Linked DNA regions of Sus scrofa: all the other regions are linked to region 6. The links are chromatin contacts, called in public Hi-C, HiChIP or PLAC-seq and promoter capture Hi-C maps. All regions are on one chromosome and are shown on one strand. Each heading gives the region's core, a stretch centred on a gene start, on an enhancer-like site or on the middle of the called end of the contact. The rest is flanking DNA. Distances are from core to core; before and after follow the strand shown. Region 1 overlaps AP2S1 (adaptor related protein complex 2 sigma 1 subunit). Region 2 holds the start of HIF3A (hypoxia-inducible factor 3-alpha). Region 3 holds the start of ARHGAP35 (rho GTPase-activating protein 35). Region 4 holds the start of PGLYRP1 (peptidoglycan recognition protein 1). Region 5 holds the start of SLC1A5 (neutral amino acid transporter B(0)). Region 6 holds the start of CALM3 (calmodulin 3). Region 7 holds the start of LOC100513542 (serine/threonine-protein phosphatase 5).

Region 1 (3,203 bases), core at 285-2,784, 190 kb after region 6:
CCTTCCTCTTTTGCACATTAGCCCATTTGGCTGTTCCTCATCTTCTTTTTTTTTTTTTTTCCCCTTTTTAAAAAAAATTTTTAGGGCCACACTCGAAGCATATGGAGGTTCCCAGGCTAGGGGTCGAATCAGAGCTGTAGCTGCCGGCCTACACCACAGCCACAGCAACGTGGCATGCGAGCTGCGTCTGTGACCTACACCACAGCTCACGGAAACACCGGATCCTTAACCCACTGAGCAAAGCCAGGGATCGAACCCTCAACCTCATGGTTCTTAGTTGGATTCGTTTCCGCGGCACCATGATGGGAACTCCATCATCTAAGCACTTTGTTCTGCAACCCACGGGGATGACTTTTGTGTATGGTGTGAGGGAGCAATCAGATCTCCCAGCCCATGGGTGTAACCCACACCCTCCCCCAGGGTCTGGAAGGCCCCTTCTGTCTTGTACTAAATCTCCATGGATTTGTGTGTCTGTTTCTGGCCTATTCTCTCTCTCTTTTTTTTTTTTAATGGCCAAACCTGAGGCATATGGAAGTTCTCTGGGCCAGGGGTCAGATTGGAGCTGCCACAGCCACAGCCACAGCACCTGGGGATCTGAGTCGCATCTACGGCAACGCTGGATCCTCGACACACTAGCAAAGCCAGGGATCAAACCTGCATCCTCATGGATACTAGTTGGATTGGTTTCCGCTGCATCGCAACGGGAACTCCACAATGCCAGATCTGAGCCAGATCTTCAACCTACCCCAAAGGTTGCAGTAACACCAGTTCCTTACTTAACCCACTGAGCAAGGCCAGGGATGGAAGCTGCATCTTCATGGAAATTAGTTGGGTTCATAATGACTGAGCCACGACCCAAACTCCCAGTTTTTATTTCTCTTGGCCAAACAGGAGTCTGTGTGCTGAGTCATAAAGTAAGCATAATGTTTAACTTTGTGAGATCCTGCCCCATTTCGCAATCCCACCAGCAATATATGAGAGTTTGGTTGCTCCGCATGCTTGCCGGCACTTGTTTTTTTTTTTGTTTGTTTGTTCCCGCCCTTTGATTCCGGGGCCAGGGATCAAATAGCATTGACCCAAGCCACTGCAGTGACAAAGCTGGGTCCTTAATTCAATATGCCGTGAGATAACTCAACGCACTTGGTTTTCAGTTTATTTTATTTAGCTTTTTTGGCCACACCTGTGTGGCATATAGACGTTCTCAGGCCTGAGGTCAAATCAGAGCTGCAGCTGCCAGCCTATGTCACAGCCACAGCAACGCCAGATCCGAGCCTCGTCTGTAAACTACACCATAGCTCATGGCAACCCTGGATCCTTAACCCACTTGAACAAGCCCAGGGATCAAACCTGCACCCTCATAGATACTAGTCAGGTTCTTAACCCACTGAGCCACATCGGGAACTCCTCAACCCACATTCCAGATGAAGAAACAGAGGTCAGAGAGGTTAAGTGACTTACCCCAAGTCTTCACAGTGTGGATGTGGCTGAGCTGGAACACGCCTGCCTCTGTAGTTGGGAGAGTGACGCAAAGCGCTGGCACATTAATAAGAGCAGAGTCAACATGCCTGGTGCTGTTCTTGGCTCTGCCAAGGGAGCTGGTCACGGCTGCAGCCAAAGGCCATCACGCTGCTCTCAATGGGCAGGGGCTGGGGGAGTGGGGGGAGGGGGACGCGACCAGTCCAGAGGGGACCAGAAACATGCAATGATGTTTTCTTGTCACAATGGCCAAGGGCCACTGAGGACTGGCAATTGGCAGATGGAGGCAGACAATCAGGCCACTACTGGCACAGTCTCATGCCAGAAAGAATCAACCCACCCCAAGTGCCAGCGGGGCCGTGCCTGAGAACCACGAACACTGGGTCCAGTGCCTGCACTTGCAACCACCTCCGGTCTGGCGGTTATTGAGGATTCTGCGAACTTCCGCTGGAGCGCAGTGGGTAAATGATCCGGCGTGGCCGCAGCTGAGGCATAAGTCAAAGCTCCAGCTCAGGTTCAAGCCCGGCCCAGGAACTTCCATTTGCCATAGGGTGGCCAAAAAAGAAAAAAAAAAAAAGAACATGGAGTCTGGAGCCACCTGGGCTCAAAACCAACCTGGTTCAGCTGCAGACTAGCTACGTGAGTCTTTTTAAACTCGGCGATCTCCTCTGGAAAATGGGGCTACTCATCCCGTGAGGATTAAGTAAGGTAATAGGCATGGATCCTTAGAACTGAGCTTAAGAGCTGTCAATGTGGGCTAAGAGTACCACCATTTATTATATTCTTTTGGCTGCACCCACAGCATGCAGAAGTTCCCCGGGCCAAGCCACAGCAGTGACAACACCAGATCCTTAACCTGCTGAGCCACCAGAAATAACAATGCTATGATTATTTTAGTAGCAAGTGCTCAGTGTCTCAGTCTGTCACCCCTTCCAGGCTCGGGTACCCTCTGTGGGCAGAAGCAGGTGTGAATGCACCCATCCCCCAACCCCACCACCTTGCTCAGGATGAGGAGGGTTTGTTGACTATCTGACACACTGATGGCAGGGCACCGGGAGCTGCCCACGTTTCCCAGGGAAGACAGACAAGTGCTCAAAGACATGAGGCCAGGCGGGGACCACAGATTTATTGGGGGGCTCCACGCACGCACTCACAGCATCACACAATGACAACAGGCACGGGTACTCGGTACACGCGAAGTGGCCTCTGCCCGCAGTTGGGGCCCAGGGGCCGTGGGGTGGGGCTTCCTCCCTTGTGGCCCAGACCCAGCTGGGTGCCTTCCTCCTGGGCAGCTGAGGGAGGAGCCGCAGGGGGCAACGATGCCAGGCCTGGGAACGGGGAGGGAGCAGGCTGGTCCGGGGAGGGGTGAGAAGCCGGGCGGCCGCCCTCACTCCAGGGACTGCAGCATCAGCAGCTGTTTGAGCACCTTCGTCTGGCTGGTCTCACGGATCTCACCGGCCAGGAACATCTCGTCCACGACCGTGTAAACCTGAGTGAAGGGAGGTCAAGGGGAGATCCCGGGGCGATCACCCCAGAATGCTGATCTGAACCTCAGGACCTGGGGGGCGCTCTGACGCCTGACAGCCAGGGACCAGGCATCAGCAGAGGCACTGGGGCAGCTGTAGGGTTCTGGCCCACCCTCCTGCCCCCAACTCCCAGCCCCTCGGCCAGGACCCACCTTGTAGAAGTTGAACACCAGGTCCAGTTCACAGACATTGTGGAAATAC
Region 2 (3,373 bases), core at 730-3,229, 160 kb before region 6:
TCTTATTTTATATTATTTTATTTTATTTATTTTATTTTTTGGCCACACACACAGCATGCAGAAGTTCTGGGGCCAGGGATCAAACTTGAGCCACAGCTGCACCCTGAGCCATGGCAGTGACAACACCAGATCCTTAACCCTCTGTGCCACCCAGGAACTCATCTACATTTTACTAATGACAAATTCTGCCCTAAACTTCTGCTCTGGGACCAAAATTTGTCTCTTGAGACAAACAGAACATATCCTTCTAGTAAGAGCTCAAAACCATTTCAACAAACACATTTTCCATATTGCCTTTGCTTCCACGGACCACCAAGTGAAGTTTAACGCTAACCTACATCATAGATGCTTCATGCATCCATGTATAAAACTTTTAGTTCTGTTTTAAGATTTGTTTAACAAGCGCCAGTTTGCCTCGGGCACTGGAAATCCTCAGATTGCCTATCTGGTAGGACTCAGATAATCCCTGCTTCTTTGGATAGGACACTGCTTCCCTGCAGCCCTTTCTAATTCAAGCCTCTCATTCATATCAGCCCCAGTCACATATCCCACCCGCTTGGCAACTCCAGCAGAAAGAGAACCTCTTTCGTGGTAGTTGCAGCAAATGTCTCAGGGTTGCTTCTCACTGGACCAGGTTAGGGCACATGCCTTCCTGGAACCAATCCCTGTGATCAGGGGAAGAGAATAACCTGAAGAGGTCTAGTCCCTGGAGCTGGTGAGGGGAGGGGTATGGCCAGCCATCTTCAAATTAAATAGAATGAGAGGGGAGAGAAGTGGTTTCCCCAAAGAAAACTGAGTAGGATGCCAGGGTGGGCAACAACCACAGACTCTGCTAGAGTGTCCTCTTCCGTGCCCCAAACTGCATCCAGAATACTGATGCAGAAGTCTTTGGAAGTTCCCATGTGACACAGAGAGTTAAGGATCTAGCGTTGCTGCAGCTGTGGCGCAGGTCGGAATGCCAGCAGGGGTTCCATCCCTGGTCCCAGAACTTCCATGTGCCACAGGTGCAGCCAAAAAAAAAAGAGAGAATATTGATCCTCTTTGGATAAGTGCCCCACTACACACACCCACACACACACCCACACACCACACACCACACACACACACACACACACACACACACACACACACACACCCTCCTGCTTCTTATCCAGTTGTAATCCTTTGGCCACTCCTTGGTGACATTGTGCCTTTCACTTCTTACTTCGCTGATAGAAAGTCAGCATTTCTCTGCTCTTCTTAAAAGTGGCTGTGATTAACTTTGACATGTTTACTTGACATAAAGTTAATCACTCAACACAATGGGAACCTGAAAAGGGAGAGGCAAGGAGGTGGGGCTGGGGTACAGAGGGTGCCAGACCGGAGGAGCTGGGGCCGGAGGGAGTGGGCACCAGAGGAGAGATGAGGGTGGAAGGAAGGGGCCGGGGACGAAGAGGGAACGCTGGGGGTAGAGGGGGCGGGGATTGTAGAGCTGGGCTGGGGCGGGGAGTTGGGGGCGGAGGAGAAAAGCGGGGGGTCTCAGCGGACTGGGAAGAGAAGCTAAAGGAGGCAGAACTGGGCTACTGAGGGGTTGGGCTGGGAGGTCGGAGGGGCCCAGCCGGGGTGGGAAATAGAGGGATGGGAGTGGGAGTCAGAGGGCGGGGCCTGGGGTGTAAGGAACAGAGTGAACTTGGTGGATTCCGAAGAGTATTGGTGTCCGAACTTGGCGAGAGAGCCTGGGCCAGAAGTCTCGGCCCTCGGCCCGTGCGTGGTGAGGGATACACTGCCGAGAAGTCCGCGGCCACGGGTGTGGCTGGCGGGGGTGTGTGTATTCCATGGTACCCGCCCCCCCATATACACACACTCCGGAGTTCCAAGTCTTCGTCTCTGGTCCCGCCTCTTTCTTGGAAGTGACAGGCCGCTCGCCCAATTAGAGCCGCGGGCCTGGCGCGGCGCAGCCAACCGCGCGTCGGGGGGCGGAGCTGGGGAGGGGGCTCGCGGGCCAGGGGAGGGGGCTGGGGGCCTCGAAGGGCTCCAGAGCGGCGAGTGGCGAGCCATGGCGCTGGGGCTACAGCGCGCAAGGTACTGGGCCTTGGGGGGCAGGAATGTTAGGAATTGGGGGGCTCTTCTTGCAGCGACCCCCTGAGCCGGGTGGGGAAGACGTGAGTGCGAGCCTAGGGCGCCCTCGGACGCGCGGTTGGAGGTACATCCCCGCCTCCCCCTCCACCCTAAGGGATTGCCGGGTGGGGGCATTTCCCCAAGTCCCCTGCTGCCACGCCCCTCTAGCCTAGGGCGACTTCGGGGTCTAATCCTTGATTTCCTGCTGCTCCGGGTTCGCTTCCCCTCCTCGTAGGGGGTGAAACTCGGGGTCCCCACAGAGTTGGGGGTGGTTGCGTTTGAGCAGTTCCCGGTTTCTGCAGGAGGTATTTTCCGTCCGCATATTGACCATCTGGCCCCTGACCCCCCAGAAGTGAAGTTGTTCGTTGCCACCAGACCCGTGGGATCCTAGGGGATACGAGGTGTCTCCAAATTGAGCCTTCCCAGATATAGTCTCTAGGAAGCGAAATCCCCTTTAATTGGACCCTCCCTGACATAGTCTTCCAAACCTTAGGTTCCCTAGAACTAGGCAGAGGGGGTCACCTTTCAGAAGCCACCTGGGACCCTTCCCAGGGGCCTTTTTGTATCCTTTGGAAGGTGGGGTCACCCCTTTAATACCAGGAAAACAACCTGACCCAGTTATCAAGGTCCAATCTCTTATCTCACTCATCCACCCCCACGTAGTCCCTGAGAGGCTGGGAAGGGGCACCCAAGCCTTATTTTGGGAAGACCCCAGAGAGGTGCCCAGCCTGATTCAGGTCCAGCTGTGATGGGAGCGCCCCTTGCCACGGGCCCAGGTGGGGTCACCCTGAGCAGGGGGTGGGTTTCTGTGTTCCCTCGCCAGCAGGTGCAGATCTGCTGGGGCAGCACAGACTGGTGCTCTAGGGCCACTGTCAAGGGGTCCTCTCTGGTCATGTTTTCATGGGACCCGGGAAAATGTCCCTGACCCTTAGGTTTCCCCCATCTAATCTGAGGCGTCCAGGAAGCCTCACCCCTTCCCCTCCTCCCTGGCTTTGCAGGTCTGATTGGATCCGTCCACACTTCCATGTTTTCTAACCCCACATCTATTCCCCCCCACCACCAATTCTATTCCAGTCTCTGGCTCTGGGCCTGCCAGGGAACTCTATCCCACCCTTTCTGGGCCAGCCCTGGCCCAGCCCCTTCCAGCACCCCCTCCTGGTCGGGTGGGGGCCCCTCTTAGCTGAGCTGGGGCGCGCCCCCCTCCCCATCCAAGGCCAGCCCTTTCCTGTGGTGTCATCCGAGCCCACGCACCTCCCATTCATAACTCGCACCCCGA
Region 3 (3,339 bases), core at 134-2,633, 200 kb after region 6:
AAAAATGGAGTTCCCATCGTGGTGCAGTGGTTAATGAATCCAACTAGGAACCATGAGGTGGCGGATTCAATCCCTGGCCTTGCTCAGTGGGTTAAGGATCCGGCGTTGCTGTGAGCTGTGGTGTAGGTTGCAGACGGGGCTCGGATCCTGCGTTGCTGTGGCTCTGGCGTAGGCCGGGGGCTGCAGCTCTGATTCGACCCCTAGCCTGGGAACCTCCATATGCCGCGGGCGGGGCCCAAGAAATGGCAAAAAGACAAAAAACAACGAAAACAAAAAACAACGACTAGCATCCGTGAGGACAAAGGTTTTTATTTATCAACTTTTTAAATTTTTTTATTTTTATTTTTTGTCTTTTTGTCTTTTTAGGGCCACACCCACGGCATATGGAGGTTCCCAGGCTAGATAGGGGTCTAATGGGAGCTACTGCTGCTGGCCTACGCCACAGCCACAGCAACGCCAGATCTCAGCCATGTCTGTGACCTATAGCACAGCTCACGGCAACGCCGGATCCTTAACCCACTGAGCGAGGCCAGGGATCAAACACTCAACCTCATGGTTCCTAGTCGGATTCGTTTCCGCTGTGCCACGACAGAAACTCCATCAACGTTTTTAGAACAAGCCATGATTTTCTGTGCTTTACACATAGAACTCCTTAAATTCTCACAACAAACCTTACTAAAGAGATAAGATTATCATTCCACTTTTTACATGAAGAGACTAAGAAACGAAAAATGCAGTAAGAAGCATAGCGTTTCTTCATGCATTCCTTAAATATTGACTGAGCTCCCAGAACGCTCAACTTCCACGATCCGTACTTCCGGAGGGATCCCAGAGGAACCCCTCTTCAGTTCACAAGAACTCTGGGGTTATAGCAGTGCCCCTTCCCATCACTAATATTTCCCCTCCGGGCGCCCGAACTGACATTTGACTTGCAGTCATTTGCACAATGCTGACCTGGAGGACCAGGCCCTCGCCCCTCTCCAGGAAATCAGGGCTTCACAGAACCCACAGCAAGTCTTAATAACTCGCACATAACCTGCAGATTTTCCTCACTGCTTGGGAAAATAGCACGCGCTCCTCAGCACCGCCCTCTCTTCCGGAACGACGAAATGCAAGGTTCGGATTGGGCTAAGGCGGGCCACGCCTCCTCCTGTTCCCCAATCAATTCCCTCACTGGGTGCGCTCCCTCCTCCTCAGCTCCGTCCCACCGCCCCACGTTACGTCGCTCCCTCTTTCCTCCTCCGTTATCCCGGGGGCTGCGCTCGCGCGGCAAGCCCACCTCCCTTTGCCTCTCATTGGCTGCTCAGGTCCCGCGCGAGCGGGATCGCGCCCTTCGCCCCCGCCCCCAAAGCCGGGCCATGCCTCTCTCCCGTTTTCTCCAAGAGGCCGCGTGAGGAGGGCATCGGCTGCTTCTGGCGCGCGCAACGGTGCGCGCGCCCCCCGCGGACCACTCCCTTCGCCTCAGCGCGAGTAGACGCTGCGGCTGGCATCCCTTATCGCGCACGCGCAGTTGCCCACCCCGTTCCTTCTGCCTCGCGCTGCCTCGCGCCGCAGCCACCGCAGTAGCGGCATTTTCTTGGGGCGCACGCGCACTGCGCCCTGTGCGCCCGTTCCCTGGACCCGGCCGCTGCGGTAGCAGTGAGCCCCTCGGGCGCGTACGGGCTTTCACTTCTCCCCCACCCAGCGCGGGTTATTCCCTCGCGGCGCGCGCTCAGGGGCCGTTATCCCCCTGCAGAGGTCCCCGCACCACGCACGCGCAGTAGCGAGGGGGCACGCGCGCGGGAGCTGGGGCCGCAGGAAGGAGGTGCCGCTGCCGCCATTGCGAGGGAGGGAGGGAGCGAGCAAGCGAGGCTGGTCCGCCCTCCCCCTGGTTCCCGCCCCTCCCCCCTTCCCCTCCCCGCCCCCCGCCCCGAGGGAGAGCAGCGGAGCGGCGGGAGGAGGAGGTGGAGGAGGCGGAGGAGGGAGCCCGCGAGGGAGGGTCCGCCCGGCCCCCCGCCGCCGGAGCTGCCGCCGCCGCCGCCGCCGCCGCCGCTTCAGCCGCCGCTGGACGAGGAGCAACAGAACATGGCGCCGGGGCCGCCGTCGCCGCTCCCGGGAATCCGGAGGCCGGGGCCGCGCTGAGGACGTCCAGCTGGTGAGTGCGCGAGCTCGTGGGCCCCGGTGGCGAGGCCGGGCGCCGCCCCGTTGTGGGGTCCAGGGGAAGGCGGGGACCGCGGGGCCCGGAGCCCGCGAACAATGGAGGAGCCGGAGGGGGAGGGGAGGGAGCGGCCCCCCAGCCCCCCGGGCCCCGCCGCTTCGCGCTGTGGCCCGGCCCGCCGGGGCCCGCCTGCCCTTCGGACTTGCCCCTGCCCGCCTCAGCCCTGCTGTCGCCGCGTCTGCCCCCACCCTCCGACCCATTGGGATCTCTGTGTCTGCCTCGGCCTCCCCCTTCCCTCGGCCACTGCAGCCACTCCGCTCGCAATTCTGCGCCTCCCCTTTCCCTCTTCCTTCCCTCAGTAATGCCCCTCGCCCCTCCCGGACTCTGCAGTGCTCATGGGACCCACCTCCTCCGTGACCCTTCCGCATCCCTTAATTCTGGACCTTCACATTCTGGTTCGTGACCCTTCTGCCTTCTCCCGTTCCGCTCTCAGCACCCTGCCCCTGCCCCCTTCTTTGACCGGTCTGCTGTTACCCTCTCTTGCACCCCCTGGAGCTGTCCCTCTAGGAACTGCGGTTCCACCTCCTTGGAGATCCATCTGGGACCCCGTTTGTCTCGGCACTGCTGCCCCAGGTCTTCTCTTTGGACTTAATTCCATCTCCCTCTTGGGCCCTACTGTCTCCTCGCAAAATCTGTCCCACACCTCCCCCCCGGATACCCCTTTGGGCTCTCTGACCCCTGCCTCTCAGATGCACCTTGCCTGCCTCCTCCCTTAGTCAAAATGTGTCATTCACATCCTTTCCTCTCTTCCAGACTTTGCTGCCTCCCCTCTCTGCCCCTCGTTCAGTCTCAGATCTTGCTGTGCCCTCCAGCCTGCTTGCTTTCTGACTTTGCCTTCCGTGAAGCAGCCTCCTCCCCCTTCTCTGACCCTGCAGCTCTCATTTCTGCAATTCACTTCTCTGACCTTTCTCCCTAACTCAGCCTCTCTGCAGCCTCACGCCCTGCAGTCCTTTCTGCCCCGGTGTTGTCCTTGCCTGTTGCCTCTCCATCTCACCTCCTTATTGGCCCTCTTTTGAGCTGTTCCATTCAGTTGCCCCCTTTTCCTTTGACCTGTTTCCCCTTCAATTCTCTGCTTAAGACCTGCTTCCACCCTCTATCTCCAAGTCCTGTCCTCCACATTTTGGCTCTTCTTAGATTTGCCC
Region 4 (3,242 bases), core at 87-2,586, 180 kb before region 6:
GCGTGGCCCAGAAGCAGATCTAACCAATCGCCGCCCCTGTTTCTGCTCTCCGGTCCACCCCGCGCCGCCACCCGCTACAGTCTGTTCTCCACACGGCCGCCAGAGGGAGCTCCTCACCCAAGCAGGCTCACATCGTCCCATCGCTCCGGTGTTAGAATCGAAGTCCTCCCCCTGGGCCTCAAGCCCCTGTGCGATCTGGCCCCTGCCAACTCCTTCCTCCTCATTTCATGTCATTCTTCCCAGCTATCTCCAGCCCCGTGACCTCTGTCCCACAGGCAGGACCCACTCACTCAGCCTCCTAGCCTTTACCTATGCTTTACCACAGCTTACTACACTCCGTCTTCAGCTCCCATAGACCGGAGCCGTGTCCATCACCCTGTTCCTTTTCTCCATCGCTTCTATCACCATCGGAATGCATCTTGCTGACCTTGCTCCCTGCTGGTCTTTAACTCCCTTTGGGCTGGATTCGCCCTGTTCATGTGTCCACATCCAGCATCTGCGCCCAGCCTGGCATATAGTAGTAGGTGCCAGTAGTCCATAAGTTTGGGGACTCCCATTCCAAGCCAGGCGGTGTCCTGAGCGTTTTGCACGTTATCTGCTGGCTTAGTGATGGAGTAGGCCACGATCCCATTGACTTTTAGAGGAGGAAGATGAAACTGAAGCTGAGAGAGGGTGACCGCCTGCCCCAGCGCTCAGCCAGCAGCCAGAAGAGCTGGGACTGGAGCCCCGCCCCGTGCTTCACCAGGCCCTGGGACTCTAGTGCACAGGACACCTTCCTGGTGTTGGCAAAGTCTGACCCTACCTCCGGGGGGCAGAGCTCGGACTTCAGCACTTCCCCTCCTCCTAAGCATCTTCGCGCTGCCTGCACGCACCCAGCTCTAAGCCGCGACCCTGGGGGAAAACGAGGATGCTGCGCGTTGAGTAAGGCGCCAGGGGGTGTCGGCCTGGAGGTTCTAGAGCCCCATCACCCGGTCTCCCGGCCCCGCGCGCACCCGCCCCCCGCAGTCGTGGATCCAGCGTTTGCCCCAGCTCTGCACTCACTTGTAGCCCACGTCGCACCAGTGCAGCGTCCGCACGTGGTAGTGCTGCACGTTCTGGACCTGACGCCGGCATGAGGCCGGGTTATCGCAGGTGCTGCCCGCCGTGTGCGATACCACCACGTAGCGCACTGGCCGTCTCAGGTTCGCAGAGCACTCGGACGCCAGGGCCCCCCACTCTCTGCGGGACACAATGGGGATGCAGTTTGCCGGACCTCCCCCAGCAGCCCCGAGGAGGGCGAAGAGGGCGAGGAGGGCCCAGGAGAGCAGCGCGCAGCTGCGGGCCATGGCGGGCAGGGCGCACAGGCGCCTGGCAGCTCGAGGCTGGCCCTGTGCCTTTATCTGCGGGGTTGGTGGGGGAAGGGCTTGCATCACACCCCCAGGGACTTCCCGGTGGGACCCCAGATCGCTTCCTTTTCTGGTCCCGGCCGCAACAGAGTGAGGTGTGGTCAAGTCCGGGAGAGGAGAGGCGGGGTCCTGACCCCGCGGAGGTGGGGGTGGGCACTCTGCCCAGTGGTTTTTGGAAGAGCCAGGGTCTGGATCTCTGCCCTGCCCTCTCAGTGGAGCATTGGACGGCTCACCAGGAACTTAAAAAGGGAAGGAGAGGGGCCCCTGGCCTTCTCCCTTCTTCTTGCCAGGACTGAAGAAACAAAGGCTCCCATTTTAAAAAACACTTAGCCCAGGCCTAAGCCCAATGTTACTTAACCCTCACAACAAACTGAACTGAGTATTGGGAAGCCCATTTCACAGTTGAGTAAACTGAGGCGGGAAGAGGACTAGTCATGTTGCTGACCCGTGGGAGGTAGTGGAGCCTGATTCAGAGCCCAAATTCAGAGCCAGGTTGCCTGCATTTAAATTTTGGGGCGTTCCCGTCGTGGCGCAGTGGTTAACGAATCCGACTAGGAACCATGAGGTTGCGGGTTCGGTCCCTGCCCTTGCTCAGTGGGTTAACGATCCGGCGTTGCCGTGAGCTGTGGTGTAGGTTGCAGACGCGGTTCGGATCCCGCGTTGCTGTGGCTCTGGCGTAGGTCAGTGGCTACAGCTCCGATTCGACCCCTAGCCTGGGAACCTCCATATGCAGTGGGAGCGGCCCAAAGAAATAGCAAAAAAAAAAAGACAACAAAAAAAAAATTTTGGTGACGTTCCAGTGTGTGATCTTAGGCAATTGACTTAACCTTTCTGTGCCTCAGTTTTCCCCATATGCAAAGTGGGCTGATAATATAAAGCACCTAACTCATAAGTTGATTCCTTAGAAGATGTCTGATTCATTCATAGCTCCACATAAGCACCACTGGGACATATGGAAGTTCCTGGGGGCAGGGATTGAATCCAAACTAGCAGGGGCAATGCTGGATCCTTTAACCCATTGCACTACTAGCAGGGGCAATGCTGGATCCTTTAACCCATTGCACTGGCCAGGGATTGAACCCACATCTTCCCAGCAACCTGAGCCACTGCAGACAGTCGAGTTCTGAACCCACTGCACCACAACAGGAACTCCTGGGACTTTAATTGGCAATTTTATGACCACTCAGGAGATTGAGTATTTTTCTATTTGCTGCGCATTCGGATTTGCCTCTTGTCAATCGCGCATTAATCTCCATTGCCCACTAAAAAAGTGGGTTGTTTGCCTTTTTGTTATCAATTTGCAAAGGGAAGAAAATAATCCCATTCCTGGGATTGTTGAGTTGTTGGATATGCATTTTTTGTGTCTCAATTCATTTCAAAAGCATTAAAAAATAAGATACCTATAGAAAAGAAAACTTTCATAGTTAATACGGTTAATAGTATTTTAGAGTAATAGAAGTAATAGTGGAGATCTCTATTAATTTGCACACTATGAATACACAATGTAGCAAGCATGCAGGTGAGGTAAAAGCTACGTTTTAGATATTAATAGATATTGCCAAATACCATTCCAAGAAAGTTTTAGTATTTATTTTCCCCAGCCATGTGGTCAGTCCAAGGAGGTATCTTGTTTTATTTGCATTTCTTCAACGTCAGTGAGGTGATTACCTTTTTTATGTATTAATGGATGTTGTGTCCATCTTCTGGGAATTGCCTGGTTTTCTCTTTAATCATTTCCCTGTTGGGTTGTTTTATATGGGGAGATTAACCCTTTGTCAGACAAACGTGGGGCAAACCTTTTCCTCTAGCCTATTAAAACTATTTTTGGGGGGGGTCACACCTGCAGCAGTAGAAGTT
Region 5 (3,339 bases), core at 815-3,314, 150 kb after region 6:
CCCAGTTCCGTGACTCATCACTTCCTCGCCCCACTTCCAGGAAGTCCCCAACCAACCTGGAAACACTGAATCAGCAGACCTCAAAGGCAAGGCCATGTGGACTCAGCAGTCTGCCTTCCTTAAAAGTGGGGAAGTTTTGAGGGGCGGAGAGCTGAAGCCAGAAGGAAAAGAATCAGGCCCCCTTTCCGGGCAGACTAGTGCGAGGGGAAGATCAGACAGAGTAGGAAATGGGCTGGAAAGTTTGCAGAAGTGGCTCGACATACCGGGAACATATAAAGGGGAAGCCAGGGTCCAGGCCAGCTGAACTGGGTGGGGAAGAGAGGCTGAGACAAGGACCTGGCTTTGTCTAGGTGACACGTGGTATGGGGAAGCCTGGGACTGGGAAGAGGTCACTCTGATGTCCTCAGGTTCTCCAGGGACCTCTTACTCAAGGCTCCCAAAACTTGTACCCAGACCCTGGACTTGAATCGTTATTGGCCAGCCAAAGATCCCCTTCCAAGATCCCCTCGGGATCCTCTCCCCACAGAAAAGACCCTCTTATGTCCCCTCAATCCCCCCAGGGTCACTCCTTCTCCCTCTAGACGGCTTCCATGCCTATCCCCTTCCTGTGGGGCCCGCTTGCATACCCAAGCCCTCTATACCCTACGAGGGGCCGGAACTTCTCCAATTACTCCATCCCGTTTTCCCGGGGCCCTGGGGCTGTCCTGGCCCCAGAGGACCCCAAACCCCCGTCCTGTCCGAGTGGCCACTCCCATCAACCCCAGCACACGGCCCCTTTCCACATGCCCGAAGCGCCCCCTTCCCCCCCACCCCTCCACCGGGTGGGCAGGGCAGGGTCTGACCTCACAAGATCCAGGAACGAATCGAGCACCTCCTTGCTGGGGGCCTTTTCCACCGAGCCGGGGGCCCCGACCGAGGCGTTGATGGCGGCGAAGGCGGCGCCCGGCTGCACCGCGAGCGCCAAGCCCACGCCGAGCGCCGACGCGAGCAGTGTGGTGACCAGGAAAAAGAGCAGCGCCCAGGCGCCCAGGCGGCCGAGCGAGCTCGGGTCCAGGCTGGCGGCGCCGCCGATGAGACTGCACACCACCAGCGGCAAGATGATCATCTTTAGCAGGCGCAGGAGCATCTCGCCCGGGAAGGCGAAGGCCGCCAGGCGCGCGGGGCCCAGCGCTAGTGCGCCGCCGGCCCCCGACACCCCTAGCCCCAGCGCCACGCCCGCCACCACTGCCACCACGGTCAGGAGCACCAACAAGTTGGCGCGAAGGCAGCGGCGCACCTGGTCCCGGGAACCGCAGCAGCCGTCTTTTCCCGCGTCCGAATCTTCTATGGGGATCAAGGCCGAGACCCCGTTGGCGGTGGGCTCCGCCGCCGCGAACGCCTTGGGGTCGGCCTTGGGCGTCTCGGCCACCATGACGGACGCCCCGGGGTTCCTTAACGCCTGGAAGCTGGGAGCACTTGGGGCTCCTTTCCAAGACGCTGACGTTCCTTAGAACGGAGTTAACAGAGCCTGGAGGCTGGAACTTTGGAAGGTTCCTTGGAGCTGCGAGTTCACGGCGCTGAAGTTCTTGGCTCTCGGAAGCGTGAGTGTTTGAGATGCCCTAGGCTGGGCGCTGGGGCTCCTCCGCTCTTCGTTTGCGTCTGGCGCTCGAAAGCTGGGAAGTGGGAGCGAGCCCCTGGGGTTTCTGGTCCTGAGGGTTGGGAAGAAAGAGTTTCTCAACCAGCGACCTAGGGTCCTTGGCTCCGAAAAGCTCCAGACGACGACCGTCTTCAAGAGGCTAGGTCCGGGTGGCGCAGATCTCGGACGCGTGGATCCGGGAGGCGGGAAACTGGGGTGCCTGGGTCCTGGAAACCGAGGGCTGGGGAGCTTGAGCCCGGGGGCTGGAAGACAGAGCTCCAGGAAGAAGTGGGGGCCAGGCTTTTGGGTCCGAGGGGTCAGAGCTCGGCCCCTGGGTCGCTAAGGCAGCGGTCCAGAATCCCGGGAGGGAACAGCTGTTAGCTGAGACCAGACCTCCCCGGCTTGCCGCGTGGCTTTCAGCCCGCTCGGCGGAAGCTGCCAGAATTAAGAACCCGGACCAGGCTTGTTAGAGCCGGGACCCACCCACGGGGCGAGCCGATTGGCTGAGGCATGTTCAGAGCCCTCCAGGGCGGGGCTTAGGCCTGAGTAGGGCCCAGCCACCCCAGATAGAAGGCAGAATAACAATAGGGGCGCGGGACCCGGGACCGGGTTCGAGGGGGCGGGGCGTTGGGAGGAGGCTTTTTCCCGCCAAAGGATCGGGTATTGGGTTGGGGCGTTTAAACTACCAAAGTTCCTGGCGTGAGTTGTTTGTACAAAGTGCCGATTATCCGCGGGGCGGCTCATCTGCAGATCAATTTAGCCTCCTAAGGGCGTCATTCCGGTCTTTTGCCCCTTCTCACAATGTCAATTCCTCTAATGTAAAATGCAGATCCCTCACTTAATTGGTGTAAGATTTAAATGAGATGGAGTGATTTATTTAACAGTGCTAATAATTTGAGGGACTTCCCGTCGTGGCGCAGTGGTTAACGACTAGGAACCATGAGGTTGCGGGTTCGATCCCTGGCCTTGCTCAGTGGGTTAACGATCCGGCGTTGCCGTGAGCTGTGGTGTAGGTCGCAGACGTGGCTCGGATCCTGCGTTGCTGTGACCCTGGCATAGACTGGTGGTTACAGCAACAATTAGACCCCTAGCCTGGGAACCTCCCATGTGCCCCCGGAGCAGCCCAAGAAATGGCAAAAAGACAAAAAAACAACAGTGCTAATAATTTGAAAAATAAAGTTTCTCGGTTCAGAGCCCCACACGTTCAATTATGGCTTTACTAGGATTGTAATCCACTTCTGTCTAGGTATGCAATTTGCAATTTATCCATTAAAATTGTAATTCAAGGAGTTCCCTATGTGGCTCAGTGGGTTAAGGAGTCACCCTGAAACGTTAGCTCGCAGATGTGGCTGGGATCTGGTGTTGCCGTGACTGTGGCATAGGCCTGCAGCTCTGATTTGACCCCTAGCCTGGGAACGTCCATATGATGCAGGTGCGGCCATTAAAATAAAATATAAAATCAAATAATAAAAATTCAGTTTAACAACTGTTAATACTTTTACTTTCACCAAATATGTCCCCGTTTTTATTATGAAAAATTTCAAGCCAAAAAAATTAAAGAATTTTACAGTAAACATCCATATACCCACTACCCAAAGGCTGCAACTATTTCACCATACTTTTTTTTCTTTTCTTTTTTTTCTTTTGTCTTTTTAGCGTCGCCTCTAAAGCATGTGGAGGTTCCCGGGCTAGGGGTCTAATTGGAGCTACAGCTGCCAGCTACG
Region 6 (3,178 bases), core at 475-2,974:
TTATGCCACACATGCACACACATGCACACACAATTGGCTCTGAACCAGTCAGAGGTATGGAAATAAGAAAAGTTGATGGTTTACACCTGAACCACAGGTCCTCCCCCAAAGCAGGCATCCGAGTCAGCTTCCACCAATGCAAGGGCACTAACCAAAAAGGGAACACGTTCATGTTTGGCTGCTATAACACAGTGACCCAAAATAACAGTGACTTAAGCCATAGAGAAATGTATTCCTCAAAATTCCCGTCGTGGCTCAGCAGTTAATGAACCCGACTAGGATCCATGAGGATGCAGGTTCGATCCCTGGCCCTGCTCAGTGAGTTAAAGATCTGGCATTGCCCTGAGCTGTGGTGTAGGTTGCAGATGTGGCTGGGATCTCTCATTGCTGTGGCTGTGATGTAGGCCAGCAGCTGTAGCTCCAATTTGACCCCTAGCTTGGGAACCTCCATATGCCACAGGTGTGGCCCTAGAAAGAAAAAAAAAAAAAAAAAAGTCTCTCTCTCTTGCATAAAATTTTGGCACTGGGGACAAAAAGGTGAGCTCTGCTCCAGAAAATCATCCAGATCTTAGGTGAGTTTGCTCCCATTGGTCTCTCCTCTAATGCCTACCAGGCTGTTCCATCAGCAGGCAAGGTGAGAGAAAGGACAGCATGCTCTCCACCCCCTTAAGGGCATGTCCAAAAGTTTCACATATCGCTTCTGCACACATCCTTTTTAACCACAATTCAATCAAATGACCGCTCACAACTGTTTCTGAGCTCCAGGAAACAGTCACAGTTAACCTTCACACTCTTTTCCTCCTATGGTTGGAACCTAGGCACAAGGAGTGCAAGAGTCAGGTGGTCTACAACACAATAAGACAGTGCAAGTCTGGGCTCCCCAGCCAAGCCAAGTACACTGGTCCAGCCTTACAGGAGGCGCTCAATTTAGGCTTAATTGAAGGCTGAATTAATGCCATATTCCCAGAGATCGTCCCGGGGTGGCCCCAGCTTCACAGACCTTGGGCCAATCAGGGGGACAGGCGTTCTGCACACCTGTAGAGTGTGTCTCAGGGTGGAGACACCTGGCCCCAACAGGTGGAAGTTCTAAGTAACCAGCTGAACCTTGTAGACCCCGCCAACTCGGAGGGTCCAGTTAGGGGCGGAGCTTCCAGGCCAGCATTTTGGATTGCACCATCTTCCATCTGTTAGAGGGGAGAGCCGAGAAAGAGCTTCTGCATCTTCCACCAGCCCTCTTACTACTCTCTGACTGCAAAGACTATGTAGTTGCTTCTCTAACAGTCACAGAGTTTTCCCCTTCGCCTCGTTACACCTCACGGCTCCACGCAGCCACACATTTCAGAATCCCCACCACCACCACACAGTGGCTCGCCCCAATTTGACGCATTGCAGGGAAGGCCGGACCAATCGGCACCGCGCTTTCATTTCCGCCATAACCCGGGCCCAATAGTGGCGCGTCTCACACAGGGACGCGTCACGCGCCGCCGTAAGGTGCCCCTCCGCCGAGGGGAAAAGTAAAGCCGCACGGGGGCGGGGCGCGCGGCGACGGAAAGTAGTCCCGCGCGGGTGCCCGCGCGGCCGGCCGTAAACACAGGTCTGCGCGAACCGAGAGCGAGAGATCCGCGGGCCCGGTGGTGCGGAGGGAGGCGCGGAGGGATCCGTGGGAGCCGCAGTGCGGCGACGCGCGTGCGGGGCGGGGCCGGGCGGGGCGGGGCGGGGCGCGCGCGGCGGCCGTTGAGGGACCGTTGGGGCGGGCGGCGGCGGCGGCGGCGCGCGCTGCGGGCAGTGAGTGTGGAGGCGCGGACGCGCGGCGGAGCTCGAGCTGCTGCAGCTGCTGCCGCCGCCGGAGGAACCTTGACCCCCGCGCTCCGGACACCCCGGGCCTCGCCATGGTGAGTGAGGCTGAGAGGCCGCCGAGGCCGGGGGCTCTGAGGCGGGCACGGAGGGGCAGGACCCCTGAGAGCGCGAGCGGACCCAGAATGGGGGAGCGTTTCGGCCCCAGCGAGCGCCTCTGGACCCCTCTCTGCTCCTCAGTCGGGGGCATTGGAACCCAGAGCGGGACATTTGGATCCCACAAGGGCTTTGGGGGTCTTCCAGAAGTATAGCATGGGGTAGTTAGACCCCAGAATGGGCACCTGAGTCCTCCAAGGGGGGCACTGGAACCCGGGATGGAGCATCTGGACCCTCAAATGGGAAGGGCTCCTGGACCCAGAATGAGGCGTTTGGTCCCCGAAGTGGGGTGTTTGAATTCCAGGGGAGCGAGGGAAGAAACGTTGGCTAGAGAAGGGGGTGATCTGTGCCCTGATAAAGGCTTTGGGTCCTGAGAGGATGCAGGGAAGGGGGATCGGAAGGAAGCCAGGCTGCTAGGGAGCTCCCCAAAAGGGGGCCGTGGATAACTGGGCCTGGGTGGGGAGGGGTGCTCCTGGGACCAGGGAGGTGGGGGTCACTCCTGCAGACCAGACCCTCGAGGGGAGAGAAGGAGGTTCTCCAGAGACATTGCAGAGGAAGAAGGAGGAGGGTGAGGTGCAAGCTTGGGGAGGAAGAGCCTAGGGTGGGTGGCGACAGAGGTTAGAAGATGCTCTGAAGTCTATGGGGACTGGAAAGGATTGGGGTCGGGAAGTGGTTAAAAGGGGATAGCGTGCTTGCCAGTGGTGCGGGGTCCGGGGGCCCTGTGGTTGATGTTGGGGGGCAGCCAGGGAAGATTCTGAGGTTACCAGTGGGTTAAGGCTGGTAAACTAGGACAGGAGGTTGGTTTTGGGGGGAGAGGAGTGGGGAGGAGTGTTGTGTTTGGGTTCACGAGGGGGTGGGTTTCCAAGGTGAGGGGTGGGCGAGCACTTTGATTTGGGTGGTGGAAGGAGATCCGCAGACATGTTGGAGCAAATGAATGGCAGCTGAGGTTGGCCTAGGTTTGAAGGTGGATGTGGGTAGCTTCCTGGAAGTTTCCAGGGCAAAGCCGGGACAAAGACTGCTCATTCTGGATGGGGGGCGGCTGGCTGCAGAGGCCAGAGAGAGTGGGTCTAGGGTCCCCTTCTCATAAGATGGGGCTGGGCAGAGGGCACCAGGCAGTGGGAGCCAGTGGGCGGAGTTGTTCCGGCCTCTATTGCGCACTGAAGCTGCATGAAATGGGGGTGGGGAAATCAAAGTTTGGGATGCATCAAATGAGCCAGCTTTTTAAGCC
Region 7 (3,090 bases), core at 544-3,043, 130 kb before region 6:
GGCCCAGAGGGAGGCAGGGCTGGCCAGATCTGCCTCTTGAGGTGGAAGCTGAGCCTGGGCCCAAGCCTAGGTCTCCGGAAGCCTGTGTCTGATTGTGCCTTGGTCATTCCCAGCTGGGTGTCTGTGGGCACTGGTTTCTGCTATATCAAGAGTTTGTACTTTAAGGAGATGTCCTGAGGATTTGTGGGGATGCAGAACAAGAAGCGCTTAGCACCAGACCCATTTCACAGTAAACGCTCAGGAAATGTCACCCTTGTGATGCTGGTTCCAGAGCCCACCCTTCCCCTCACTTCTGCCCCCTGCAGGGTACAAGACAAGCTGCTGTTTCTGCTTGTGTTGCTTCCACCATCTCCCACCCAAAACCTCCAGGCATCAGGAGGTTTTCTTTTTTTCTTTTTTGTCTTTTTAGGGCCACACCTGTGGCATATGGAGGTTCCCAGGCTAGGGGTCCAATGGGAGCTACAGCTGCTGGTCTACACCACAGCCACAGCAATGCCAGATTGGAGCCATGTCTGCAACCTACACCATAGCTCCCAGCAATACTGGATCCTTACTTAACCCACTGAGCAAGGCCAGGGATCGAACCCACAACCTCATGGTTCCTAGTCGGATTCGTTAACCATTGAGCCATGATGGGAACTCCAATGTCGTTATTCGTTTATCGTCAGTCATGCAGGGCAGGGGTCCTCCACTGTGTGTGCGAGGCTGGGCAGTGGCTGGGCAGAGAGAGCCGACATTTATTTAGTGCTCACTTTGTGCCAAGCTTTGTGCTAAATCTGTTATGTAAGTGATCCAATCGATTCCCCTCACTGGAATGCCAGCCCCGTGAAGGCAGCAAGTTTCCTCTGTCCTGTTCACTGCTGTGTCCCCCGTGCTTGGCACACACCAGGTATTCAGTAAGTTTTTGTAGGGGGGGCTGTGCCCACAGCATTTGGAAGTTCCCAGGCCAGGGATCAAACCTGAGCCTCAGCGGTGAGAACACCAGATCCTTAAGCCATTAGGCCACCAGGGAACTCCCTCCCCTCAATAACTATTTTTTGAATGAGTGATTCTCATGAAGGAGGTGGGTCTAAGTATCCCTGTTTTCCAGATAACAAGAGCTCACTGAGCGCTGTTCACAGCGCTTTACATGGATTCACTCAATTACCCTCCTAACAGCCCTGGGAGGGAGGTTCTGCTCTTAGCCCACTTTGCAGACGGACGAGGTTAGGTGAGGCACGGAGAGGTAACGTCACCTGCCCCCGGGGCATACAGCAAGTGAACAGTAGAGCCTGGATTCAAACTCAGGCAGCAACTGGCTCTGGGCTTCCTGACTCCTGCCTTAAACATCCTGGACACCTGAGGCTGAGGGAGACCGTGCCCAGGATTTCACTCCTGGTTGAATCCAGGCATGCCAGCCTCGCCAGCCATACTCTTAACTGTTTGGAAGGGAGGCCGGGTTAGGGTGCATGACTCCTGTGAATCGCTTATCTTCCGTCTCCCCCACAGGCCTGGGCCCCTCCCTGCTCTCCCTCTCCCGGGATGAGGACGCCGCCCAGTCCAGGAGCCACTTCCAGCCAGCGGCAGACTTGGCCCAGGCCCACTGAGCCCAGCCCTCTTCCCACCTCCCTCCCGCCCCCCGCAGAGAGGACGCCAATCATACTCCAAGCCGGCAGCCAACGCACAGGGTGGGGGTGCCGGGAGAGGGGTTCCCTCTCCTCTCAGGGGCCCCCACCCGCCTTGGGCCTACCTCAGCCCCCACCCCTCCGTACCCCCTACTGTCTGGGGCGCTCTGGAGTGGTCTCAGCTCAGTGACCTCTGGGAGGGGGTTCCTGGCCCCCTCCTGCTTCTCTCAGGACTTCCCTTGGGGTTCTCAATACCGGTTACCTCATCCCTTTCTCCAGCTCTCTCGGCTTTGCTTTCAGTAATCAGGGGTTGGGGAGGGTGGGGTTCAGAGCTGTATTTGCAGGCTTGGGGGAGTGTGGATAACCATCACCAGGTTTCTTTCCATCTTTCTTTCATTCTTATTTTGATTTTTGTTGTTTTCATTATGTTTTTAATCGCTGCAAATTACCTGCGGTTCATAATAATGTGGAACTCTCATCTTCCCCCCCGCCCCCGGCCCCAACTCAGGTGTCAATGGGGAGCGGGGGCCCTCTGGGTCAGATCTCACACCTCAAGATAGATTTCTGATCAAGCCCTTAGCTTCCCAAGTGGCCCCTCAGCTCTGCCCACTCCTCCCCCCTGGACTTCTGCTGGCCCCTCCCTGGCGTAGACACCAGCTCCATTGGTGGGCTTCCACTGGGGGGGGGGCCTCCACTGGCTACACCTAGGACACTTAGCTGGAGCCCCCAACCTCTGCTTCCAGACCTTAAACAGCAACACTCTATGGTTCTAGACCACACAACCCCCAGTGTGGTCTGCTTCAGGCCTTGCAGCCTCCAAAAGCTCTGATTCCAGATCTAACAGTCTTCATTTCTTTCTCGTTTTAGAATGCGCAACCTCCGAAATCGATTTTCCTGTTGCACAGTCTCTAAGGTTGTCTGGTTCTAGGCCTCACAGCCTCCAACTCCCACAGGCCCATGACCATCAGCGTCCTCTGGCTCTAGAGCTCTCCCCATAAAGATCGCTTGTTCTCGATGGTACATACCCCAACTCCTGCTGATTCTGGCTCTTACGGCCAATGATTTCCTTTGATTCTGGACCCTGCAACCCTAAGCTTTGAATTGCTTCTAGTCTTCCTGATCTGTAATGCATTTGATTGGTTCCAAATCCAGGCTTCCGAATGTCTAAATCATTTTGATTCTAAACCTCAAGATGCCCAGCTCAATTCTTTTTTTTTTTTTTTTTAATTTTTATTTTTTATTTATTTTCCCACTGTACAGCAAAGGGGTCAGGTTATCCTTAGATGTATACATTGCAATTACAGTTTTTTCCCCCACCCTTTCTTCTGTTGCAACATGAGTATCTAGACATAGTTCTCAATGCTATTCAGCAGGATCTCCTTGTAAATCTATTCTAGGTTGTATCTGATAAGCCCAAGCTCCCGATCCCTCCCACTCCCTCCCCCTCCCATCAGGCAACCACAAGTCTCTTCTCCAAGTCCATGAT

What was found. Promoter capture Hi-C pulls out the DNA fragments that hold promoters and counts their contacts. Hi-C and Micro-C count contacts between places; a contact is called where the count stands out from the background. HiChIP or PLAC-seq counts read pairs in DNA pulled down with a chosen protein or histone mark.
Region 1: a contact with region 6 is called in a Hi-C map of liver, with 3 times the contacts expected there. The contact joins the enhancer-like site here to the promoter of CALM3 in region 6. A contact is called at or near these places in 4 of 5 promoter capture datasets (fetal liver, fetal skeletal muscle and liver), 3 of 47 Hi-C or Micro-C datasets (liver, skeletal muscle and subcutaneous adipose tissue) and 2 of 2 datasets of contacts at active chromatin or transcription factors (alveolar macrophages and skeletal muscle).
Region 2: a promoter capture Hi-C map of fetal skeletal muscle shows a contact between it and region 6, with 2.5 times the contacts expected there. The contact joins the promoter of HIF3A here to the promoter of CALM3 in region 6. A contact is called at or near these places in 2 of 5 promoter capture datasets (fetal skeletal muscle and liver) and 3 of 47 Hi-C or Micro-C datasets (embryonic fibroblasts, omental adipose tissue and retroperitoneal adipose tissue).
Region 3: a contact with region 6 is called in a Hi-C map of skeletal muscle, with 5 times the contacts expected there. The contact joins the promoter of ARHGAP35 here to the promoter of CALM3 in region 6. A contact is called at or near these places in 1 of 5 promoter capture datasets (fetal skeletal muscle), 1 of 47 Hi-C or Micro-C datasets (skeletal muscle) and 1 of 2 datasets of contacts at active chromatin or transcription factors (alveolar macrophages).
Region 4: a contact with region 6 is called in an H3K27ac HiChIP or PLAC-seq map of skeletal muscle, with 2.8 times the contacts expected there. The contact joins the promoter of PGLYRP1 here to the promoter of CALM3 in region 6. A contact is called at or near these places in 1 of 5 promoter capture datasets (liver), 9 of 47 Hi-C or Micro-C datasets (embryonic fibroblasts, fetal heart ventricle, fetal skeletal muscle and 6 more) and 1 of 2 datasets of contacts at active chromatin or transcription factors (skeletal muscle).
Region 5: a contact with region 6 is called in an H3K27ac HiChIP or PLAC-seq map of alveolar macrophages. The contact joins the promoter of SLC1A5 here to the promoter of CALM3 in region 6. A contact is called at or near these places in 1 of 47 Hi-C or Micro-C datasets (liver) and 2 of 2 datasets of contacts at active chromatin or transcription factors (alveolar macrophages and skeletal muscle).
Region 7: an H3K27ac HiChIP or PLAC-seq map of alveolar macrophages shows a contact between it and region 6. The contact joins the promoter of LOC100513542 here to the promoter of CALM3 in region 6. A contact is called at or near these places in 1 of 5 promoter capture datasets (fetal liver) and 1 of 2 datasets of contacts at active chromatin or transcription factors (alveolar macrophages).

The regions. Positions count from the first base shown.
Region 1 is chr6:52,693,072-52,696,274 of Sscrofa11.1, forward strand. It overlaps AP2S1 (adaptor related protein complex 2 sigma 1 subunit), which reads right to left. Exons shown (of 4, transcript NM_001244453.1): 4 at 2,569-2,965. The coding sequence ends at 2,864. Among named protein-coding and RNA genes, the nearest start is that of AP2S1, 8.5 kb to the right of the region's middle. Within about 2 kb of position 1,535, at least 12 of the 83 cell types and tissues checked have an H3K27ac peak or open chromatin away from gene starts, as enhancers often do. A contact at or near this core is called in liver and skeletal muscle, where this site is marked.
Region 2 is chr6:52,340,914-52,344,286 of Sscrofa11.1, forward strand. It overlaps HIF3A (hypoxia-inducible factor 3-alpha), which reads left to right and starts at 1,980. Exons shown (of 15, transcript XM_021094603.1): 1 at 1,980-2,061. The coding sequence starts at 2,036.
Region 3 is chr6:52,710,080-52,713,418 of Sscrofa11.1, forward strand. ARHGAP35 (rho GTPase-activating protein 35) reads left to right here and starts at 1,384. Exons shown (of 7, transcript XM_021094622.1): 1 at 1,384-2,134.
Region 4 is chr6:52,321,168-52,324,409 of Sscrofa11.1, forward strand. PGLYRP1 (peptidoglycan recognition protein 1) reads right to left here and starts at 1,337. Exons shown (of 3, transcript NM_001001260.1): 1 at 1,042-1,337. The coding sequence starts at 1,325.
Region 5 is chr6:52,659,400-52,662,738 of Sscrofa11.1, forward strand. SLC1A5 (neutral amino acid transporter B(0)) reads right to left here and starts at 2,065. Exons shown (of 8, transcript XM_003127238.5): 1 at 843-2,065. The coding sequence starts at 1,411.
Region 6 is chr6:52,505,255-52,508,432 of Sscrofa11.1, forward strand. CALM3 (calmodulin 3) reads left to right here and starts at 1,725. Exons shown (of 6, transcript NM_001244209.1): 1 at 1,725-1,892. The coding sequence starts at 1,890.
Region 7 is chr6:52,371,473-52,374,562 of Sscrofa11.1, forward strand. It overlaps LOC100513542 (serine/threonine-protein phosphatase 5), which reads left to right and starts at 1,794. Exons shown (of 13, transcript XM_003127234.6): 1 at 1,794-3,090. It overlaps HIF3A (hypoxia-inducible factor 3-alpha), which reads left to right. Exons shown (of 15, transcript XM_021094603.1): 15 at 1,489-3,090. The coding sequence ends at 1,586.